Regions from separate parts of the Mus musculus genome. Here region 2 is linked to region 1. Evidence: chromatin contacts called from public Hi-C data. All regions are on one chromosome and are shown on one strand. Each heading gives the region's core, a stretch centred on a gene start, on an enhancer-like site or on the middle of the called end of the contact. The rest is flanking DNA. Distances are from core to core; before and after follow the strand shown. Region 1 overlaps Dtd1 (D-tyrosyl-tRNA deacylase 1). Region 2 has its middle 120 kb from the start of Gm39952.

Region 1 (4,608 bases), core at 1,270-3,769:
ACCGTGTTCCCGAGGGGAAAGATATCTCTATGCTGTTTCCTATACTGCAGCCAACCATGTTCACCAATCCAGCAGAAGTTCTGCTCTGAGGTTAAAGGACTGTCTGACTAGAGTACACATCTCATCATATATCTAAGATACAAGAGGAAATCAACTTCACTGTCAGCAATGTGGACATGCACAGACTTTAAATGTAACCCCCTACCTTACTCATAGCCAGGAGAGACAAAGACTAAAAATACATCATATTCAAGTTCAAAGAAATGGAATGCTAAGCTCAGAAGATCCTGGCTGGTTTCCTAGCCAGTTGCTCTCAGCAGAGGAGTGTCCTTGGCCAGTCTGAGATGGGTTCACTTAGCAGCCATGGCCAACATATTTGCATACCTGTATTACAAAGTTGTCCTTGTAGGTCCATCAGGACCTCAAACACTGCAGCCATCCCACATAGGTTCTGTGTGTCCCCTTTACGGGACGAGGTGGACTTCTACTTCCTGTGAGGTTATCTAGGCAGAGAGTTGTTAGGTACTGCAGATCACAAAGATATCTGAGCCATGTCCTATGATCAGAGGCATTGCCTAGAATCTCTGTGTTAGACGAGATGAGTTTCCTTAATTGCTATGAATCTATGATCTTGGCACCTAAGCTCAGTTAGAATATCTGCCAGCTGAGGTGACTTTTGGCCCTACTTATTTACCAGCCAAATGGTTGTTTACTATAGAGCCATATTTTTGGCTCTATGGTTTGTGTTTGAGGGTAGCCCCTTCCTATAACTAGACATTTTTGATCTTGGGCTGCAGGTATATCCCCTTCTCTAGTAAGCCTTGCTATGACATCCTGGACCTGGGCTGCCTCAGTGCACAGAATTAGCACAGCTAAGCAGAACACTTTCAGAAGGGGAGCCTGGGCCTGGGAGAATCACTAATGGTCTAGGGTTTGCCTCTCTTGATCCCTTCAAGGCTTCCAGTATAGAATAGAGATCTATACTCAGGTCTGGCTGTTCACACTCTGAGAAGCTCAGTTACCCATACTGTCCCCATGTGTTGACAAGCAGCTGTCTTCCCAGGAAAGTCTGAGGAGGTGTCTTTCCTGGAGAGTCTGGTTTCTGCTGCAGGATCCTAGAGCCCTTGCCACTGGCAGTCAGTTTGTCTGGAGCCAGGCATCCATTGCTGTGTTGCAGTCGTTGACCCAGTGTGTTGCTCTGGTGAGGCCATGTCCTCTGAGGAGGTGGTGATGCTGGGATACACTGCTGTTTCCATGGAAGCAGGCTCTGCACATGAGGCTAGAGCTGCTACATATGCCAGAAGCTTGCCAGTGCCAACCCCATGAGTATCCTTCCCAGTCCTGGGATTCAAAGCCCTGCAGCTTAGACAGTGACCATAGCCTTTCCATGGCCTGGTGCTTGTGCACCCTGTGTTGGAGTTTCCACGAGCAACTCCTCCTTGGGCTCTGCTTGGGCTCTGAACAGGTCAAGAGTGGAACAGGAAAGAAGTCTGGGTGGTGAGAACACTTCCTGGGTGGAAGGGAACTGCCTATAGGAGATGGGCTTGGTTCAAGCTAGCCCAAGGCTCTTGTCTAGTGCCATGTCCCCTAACATTGGGCCACATCCCAGTGGGTCATGGCAGTGCTCTGGATGGTAGAAACAACAGCACATGCCTCTTGGTCACTCCATTTTTCCTTTGATAACATTTGTTGTTGTTGTGTTTCCTGGTCAGTTGTCTGGGCTGTCCCTCAGACTGACCATATACTCTGATGGCCAATGGTAGGTACGTTAGTAACAGGGACCAAAGCTTTTTACACATTCATTGCAATCATGATGACTGGCCCCAGACTGGCGGGGTGGACCTTCTTGGTATGTGGTGAGAGTCAGTTGAGCATTGTCTAGAGAGGCAGGGACAGCAGCCTCAGGTCAGTAGTGATTCCTGATGTGTGGTTCACCTTCCAGCCTGATTAGGAGGGGGCCTCAAACAGCAGCTGCCCGAGACCAGTGTGTAGATGCTGGGCCCCAGCCAGGGGTTTTTGTGTCTGAAACATGTGGCACAAACATGTTTGACACGTGCTTGTCCTGCAGCCCTGGGTGGAACCCTGAGACTTATAGTTAAGAACAACTCGATTATATCACCACATGAAACCAGATGTAATTTTGTAGATATGTTCTTGTCTTTTATTTTTAAAAGTGTATTTATTTTCCCTGGCCAGTGTAATTTTTCTTGGGGACTTCACCCTTTGATCTGGACTGGAAAAAAATGTTACCATTTTAAGACCTCTTAAAACCTGTCTTTGGATTTATTGTGTGTACAAATGGAAATTCAGATAATAGTTCTGTTCCCAACTGAAGAAAAACAGGAAAAGAAAAATAATTTCTCACTACTTGGAATGAGAACCACAGTGAAGCATGTGCCGTATATCCTGCCAACAGAAATTCAAGGTTGAAAATAATTCTCTTCCTCCTGAGTCTGCCTGCAGCTTCCCTGAGGAGCGTAGATGGTGAAATTTGCTACTAATTGTAGCCATAATTTTAGCATGCAATTAAACACATGATTTCCTTCCCAGCTGATGTCTTTTTAGCTAGTGTGACACAGATAAAACAAAGGCTCTGTTGATTTGAATGGCCACTTTAATCATAAGAGATCACAGAAAGCCACCATTATTTGGGCACACTTGGTTCCCCACTGGGAACCAGATTATCTTGCCTATAAAAGATGGCAGACAGTTTGGGTGCTTTTAATACCATCTCTGGTGTTACTGTCTGTGCACTGAGGAAAACCAATGCTAGTGTGTGTGTGTGTGTGTGTGTGTGTGTGTGTGTGTCTGTCTGTCTGTCTTTTTAAATCCTTGTGGAATTAAGGAGGAAGTGAACGGACTGGGAAGAATCAGAATGGAAAGCTGATGTGGTGGAAGTCATGGCTCCTGGAGAAAGATTCTGTACTGGAGTCATAAAGCTGCCTTAAACCCAGAAGGCCAACGAATGGGGATTGATATGAGAGCCTTTAATGGGCATGAGGCCAAGATGGTATCGCTCAGTGGCTGTGCTAGTGTGCCTTCCTGCCACACACATGGCATTCTGTGTTACCAGGTCTTTTTTTGCCAGTTCTCTTGGTCAGCCTGTAATGTTTGTGCTGTTTAGCTGCCTCCCCTTCCTAAGTCCTTCATGGGGATGGCCATTTGTCCTGTGTTGTCTGGCAGGCCCCACTGCCCAGGTTTTTATATTTTTATTACATTGTTGTCCATGTGGTCTTTGGCCAGGTAAACCTGGGGTCTCCAACTCTTGAATTTGTTTGATTGTTTTTTCAGATGGCAAGTTTGGTGCCTACATGCAGGTGCACATTCAGAACGATGGGCCTGTGACTATAGAGCTGGAGTCCCCTGCTCCTGGAGCTGCTAGCTCTGACCCAAAGCAGGTAAGCCTAGAACCTGGAGCCTGCCAGTCTGGAGGGTATAGATAGGTAATGTGCCTTGACCTAATCATTGTCTCTGGGGAAGTCCTCATCCTGAGGTGGAGGAAACCCTTCATGGCTGCAGCCTCACGTCTATCTTACTTTCTCTCTTCTCAAGAACTCCTGAGCATGTCTCTGCTCCACCGTGTAGACAAAGTGTTCTTAGAAGCGTCTGTTCTTCTAGTTCTTGGGCTAGGTGTCATGTCACCCAGTTGCCACTGGGTGGCAGCAGAGCAGCGACCCTGGCTAGTGTACCCAGTGAGAGTGGTTACCTGGATTGGATTTTGTCCAAGGTGTGGGTGGTAGATGAGCCACTCAAGATTCTTTATAAGTCTTCATTTTTCTAAAGCAACATCTGACCTGGATTTACTGCCAACTCTATAAGCATTCAGGAAGAATGTAATTAAAACAGAGAAAAGGGATGTGTAATAGTCTTGCAAACTTATGCTGTCCCATTGTGTTTAGCATATATAAAAGCTTTAATTAATCCACTTGATAGAGACATGAGGCATGGCAGGCTGTGGAACTAGGCCTGTTCCTGCTCTTCCTTCCTAGCATCGTCCCCTTCCTAGGATGCTGCAAAGTGGAACGATGAGCTCACGTGGGGGATGCAGGATATAAACAAGGCTGAGTGCTGGTGTGGAGCCATTGACACTTTGTGTTGGCTGAGAGGTAGGACCATGTCTGCATGGCATTAAGCTTCAAAAGTGGAACTGAGGTTGTTGCTATTACTGACACATTTCATCTGTCCATCCATCTGTCCGTCTGTTTGTCTGTCTATCTATCTATCTATCTATCTATCTATCTATCTATCTATCTACCTACCTATCTATATGAATGCTCAGTCTGCATGTTCATCTGTATACCAGAAGAGGGCTTTGGATCCTAGTATAGATGACCATTGTGTGGTTGCTGGGAATTGAACTCAGGACCTTTGGAAGATCAGTCAGTGCTCCAACCCGCTGAGCAACCTCTCCAACCCCTACTGATAACGTTTTAAAAATCACAAACAATCTACAGGGAAATGTAAACTTTGAGATAATTTGAGCCTCACAGGAGAGCCCACAGAACCCTGCTACAGTCTTTCCTGGCTTTCCTAGTTTTGATGTATTATTTAGAGTGATCACATACTGAAGTTAGCCCTGATCCAACACTATTAGCTACATTAGAGCCT
Region 2 (4,608 bases), core at 1,387-3,886, 310 kb after region 1:
CTTGTTCTACCAGGATTCTGACTCATTTGACATCCAGACTACTTAAAGATACAAAGCCTGCTTTACCTGTTTTTTTTCCCTCTAATTGGACTCTCATCTGATACCTACTTCTTGCTTTGTTGATTCTGTTTATTCTTTAAAGTCAGTTCAAAAGGTACCACTGTGTTTTGGTCCCCTAAAAGTGGTTCATTTGTGTCTCCCAGGCTTGCTTGATGATGCTATTAGAGTACCTGCCTCATCACACTGTATCGAGTTATTTCTGTAACCTGGCCCAGGATGACACATTATTTTATTCATGCTTATGTCATTTATGTCTATGTCTTGCTCATTTCCTGGCACACAGTTGTATATCCTCAAGACAGGTATACTAAATAATTCAAAGGGTGCCATTTGGAAATCTGCCCCTCTAGGCAATGCAATAAACTTGAGGAGATCAGATCAACTTGTAAGTAGTAATGCTGAACTTCTCAGAGCAGTTTTGCCAGAGAAGGGCTTAATGTCTGGCAGACTCTATACTGAAGACTTTCCTCCGTTCCAGAACAGATGAATAGCAAGTTGAATTACAGCAGGAGCAAGGGACTGATGGTCAAGGGAGTTAAGGCCAAGCATGTGTTAACTTTCCCCTTTACTCTGAATCTCATGGTGTTTTGCTTGTTTTTGTGTAAAGGGTTGTACAATGGAGCTCTTGGTCTTCTTAGCCTCCACGAACAATGAATCAGATAACTGCACTGTTGGCATTTGGAAGTTAGGGATCTTTTTAGAGTTCTCCAACTCCTCCAGAGAAATGAAGTAAAGGCTGGTGAGTTAGAAGAGTCAGTCTTTTATCAAGAACACAGTTGAGTTGGTTCTCACCAGTTCATCTTAAGCATGTGCAATTATTATTATTACCACATAAAAAACACACACCAAACCCATTGCCTGTAACAGTAACTTATAATTGTTCTTATGCTTTTATGGGCAGGCTGATATTGTGTGGGCCGGGTTCACCCAGGGTCTCTTGTACAGGTGCAGCCAGATGGTGGCTGGGATGAAGTTGTCTGGGTGCTAAGCTATGTTGAATGCCTGATATGCTTTCTTTATAAGGATGCAGGAAGGTGACTGGTACACACAGAAGTACTTCTGTGTGGTTTCTCCATGTGGCTTGTGTCTGTACTATACAGTGGGTAGATTCTGAGTAGGAGTACCTCAAGAGTGGATACTCTTAGGCCCTGGTCTCAGAACTCTCAAAATATCACTTAGGGTACACTCTTCTGGAGAAATCAGACATTAAGGCTAGCCTACACTTAAGGGATGAGACTCAGATCTCATTTCCTGAAAAGAGAAATATTGAAACATTTAATCTACTTCAACACAGCAATATACAGATACAAGGACTTGAGCAATCTTTTAAGACTTAGAAATGTCTAGGTGAATATATTTAAATAACTTGGGCTGCCATGGGATAATTTCAAGGGCAGGGAGGATGAAGGTCTACACTTCATTCCATTATTAATCAGAACACCTTTTAGAGCTTTATCTTCAGATATTAAAAAAGCCAAACAAACCTAAGAGACCCAAGTTTATAGGGTGTGGGCTTCACATTTATTGCAAACAAATGTATGATAAGCAAGTGGCACCTCAAGTCACGCGAGGCCGGCATAGGTGACTGCAGAAGAAGACACAGTGGTGAGCTTAATCTGACTTTATAGGAAGACTTATTTATTTGTAGATGGCCTGGGAGCATGGGCAGATGCCTGTTTTGTGTTGCTATAACAGAATAGCATAGACTGGATAATTGATAAAAGAAAATTAATTTGGCTCCCAGTTCAAGTTTGATGAAAGTCCAAGTTTGGCCAACTATATCTGCTTGCTTTCTGTTGAGTGTTTTGTGGGTAAGCACATAGGTTGGGAAAAAAAAGCAAAGGGGCTTAAGTCATACACTGGTTAACTCATTCCTTTAAGGCATTGGTCAGTGTATAACTTCCTGACCTAAACTCTGCTTAATACATCCCACCTCCCAATCTTGCCAGACTGAAGAATTAAACTACCACATGAGTTTTCATGGGGAAAAAAAATATCATATTCCAGTCAGGGCCACAGAGCTAGATAGAAGTCAAGGGGTGGGGGAAAGCTGTCTTTCCAAACAAAACAACCCCAGTGGACAGGCAAACCCACAGTTGAGACCTTTGTTGATGTTTTCATTATTTTGACGCTCCTCACTATCTCATTAGCTTAGCTTTCTGCTTGGAACTGGTCTGCAGGCACACCATCAGTAGCACTTGTCTCTCTCATCTGCCCTCTGAAATATCATGACCTGAAACGATGCTCTCAGGAAAAGCCCAAGGATATTAGCTTCCTGTGGTGTTCATAATCATTCCCCTATTTCACTGGGAACTCACCACGGCTAGCACTGGGCTTTCCCCACTCTTTTATCCTTCTTCTTGCTGTATTTATATATAGGAAACCCAGCTAGCTTCAGACAAGAGGTGAAGGACTTGGAAAGCTCCATATTGTCCTGTTGATCATTTCCTTGGAAAGTCCCCAAGCAGCTCTGAAGCCAGGGCTTTGAAGATTTTTGTTCCTAAAAGGGAGAGGACGTCTCTTTTTCTCTGACGGATTGCTGGCCATGCTGGAAGGGGGAGAGGTGATTCACTGTGGAGGTCAGGATGGGCAGGGTGGGAGGAAGCCTTGGCTGCCTGTGTGCTTGAGGAACAGCTCCAAGGCTGGGCTTGTCCTGCTCCTTGCCTCCTTTTAGTCACAGGGGTCACTAAGTTAGGGCACATGGCCCCAACTTTCTCCCCTAAAAAATTGTATGAAGAATTGTCAGGGACAGTCCAGGTCCAAAATGTGTCTTAAATTTGTCAGAATTCAATTTCCATTTTTAGATATTCTCCACATATGTATATTTTATGTGTCTGAAGGAGGACTGGGAATTAAATAACTCTTAAGATTGTTGGCTGGCTGACTGCAGGCTCTTGGCTCTTCAATGTTAATATCGGGGGTGGGGGGAATGCAAAAGTGGTAACCAGTCTCTGGGATGACAGTCTTCAGCCAGTTTCTTCCATCTCCCTGCAGTTAGTGACTTGTTTCTCTTTTAAGAATGACCAAATCAAAGGTTTGAGTAGCTCAGTAGTAGACTACTCAGTGTGTACAAGGCCCTGACTGCAACCTCCCAAAATGATCAAGTTGATAGCTTGATTTGGGGTGTGTGTGTGTGTGTATTCTCTGATGGAGGCTCAGGGCTAAGAATAATGGCCATTTCTGTCTTGACAGGAAATTCTTAGATCTTGAGTCTATCTTGAGCCCAAGACTGGAGACTTAGGATGCAGGAGGTTTTCTGGGTGGTGAACCTTGCAGGCAGTGATGAACAGGCAAGGTAAGAGAATGGCATAAAAAATCCATTGTTAGGGGCAGGGCTTTACTTTGCTAGGATTTCTGAGAAGCACAGAGAATGACCCTGAAAGATGGGACTCTGACTTACTTACCACTTGGCCCCTATTCCCCTATTGTTTGTGGTCATCTCAGGTAGGGTGCTAACCTCCTGGCTACTTGGCTGCTCTTGGCTTTGAAGGGTCCTGCATTGCTGTAGATGGTCCTTCAGGAAAGCGAAGCTCAGGTGGTATTCACTTGAGGTGAGAATTGTCAGTGAGGGAGTTTGCGCTCAAGAGCCTGTCCATCAGGCTGGCTAGACCAGAGATTGACTGAGCAAATCTAACTATGTAGAACTTCTTCCTTTCAAACACTGTTTTGAACCATAAGAAGTAAAGGTTCCCAGCTTAAGTACCAAGATTGCCCAATTTATACAGTGTTTGGGATAGAATTGTAATCAGAACACTCATATCTGTTTGTCTCAATAGACTCTAATTTGACCATATTTAGATATTCTGAAACCAGAAAGTTGTTCAAGTCTATTATCCAAATAAGAGATATTTCAGATCATCCCTGTTCTTTCACTCATCTTTCCCTTTTCCATCTCTCTCTTTAACCTTCCTCTTCTTCTGCTTTTTAGTTTTTACTTTATCCATTTCTTTTTTCTCCAACCCAGTTTTTCAAATTATTGCTTATTCAGCATCCAAAAATATAGATAATTTCAAGATGTCCTTTAGTTATTATTTTTTAGTTAATTTCCACTGTTAGAGTTTATATTTTATAGGGCATAGAATTTATATGAATTGAATTATTTTACATTTTCTTGTTTATACCAAGAAACATCCTTTTTGGTAAATAGTTCATGAATTCATGTAAATAATATATATTTTGTTACTTTTGGAGGTTCTACAGATTTCGGTTAGGTTAGTTAGAATTAGGTTAGTTTCACCTGCATGCTCTCCATATTTTTCATATCCTCAAGTACCCTACTACCTTACTTGTGTTTATTATTGTGGCAGAAATGTTAATTTCTCCATGTGTAATCGGGATTGATCTAGTCTACTGAATCTTTTGTTTTTGGTGTGATTTTGAGTTCTTAGGTAAACATATATTTAGAATTGTTATGTCTTAGGGAATTTTTCTTGTTGTCATGTAACAATCCTCTTGCTCCTTGCTTGACAATAGTTCCATTTCTCATCTAACAGTGATATAACAGCTTCAGTGTTCAATGTTATGGCTAGTGTTTTTCTTTGTTCTAGG

The links. A called contact is a pair of places that touch in the nucleus more often than the background predicts.
Region 2: a Hi-C map of uterus shows a contact between it and region 1, with 15 times the contacts expected there. The contact joins two enhancer-like sites. A contact is called at or near these places in 5 of 484 Hi-C or Micro-C datasets (all in uterus).

The regions. Positions count from the first base shown.
Region 1 is chr2:144,632,467-144,637,074 of GRCm38.p6, forward strand. It overlaps Dtd1 (D-tyrosyl-tRNA deacylase 1), which reads left to right. Exons shown (of 6, transcript NM_025314.3): 4 at 3,292-3,398. Among named protein-coding and RNA genes, the nearest start is that of Dtd1, 35 kb to the left of the region's middle. Within about 2 kb of position 2,520, at least 13 of the 459 cell types and tissues checked have an H3K27ac peak or open chromatin away from gene starts, as enhancers often do. A contact at or near this core is called in uterus, where this site is marked.
Region 2 is chr2:144,946,790-144,951,397 of GRCm38.p6, forward strand. No RefSeq gene overlaps it. Among named protein-coding and RNA genes, the nearest start is that of Gm39952, 120 kb to the left of the region's middle. Within about 2 kb of position 2,637, at least 2 of the 459 cell types and tissues checked have an H3K27ac peak or open chromatin away from gene starts, as enhancers often do. A contact at or near this core is called in uterus, where this site is marked.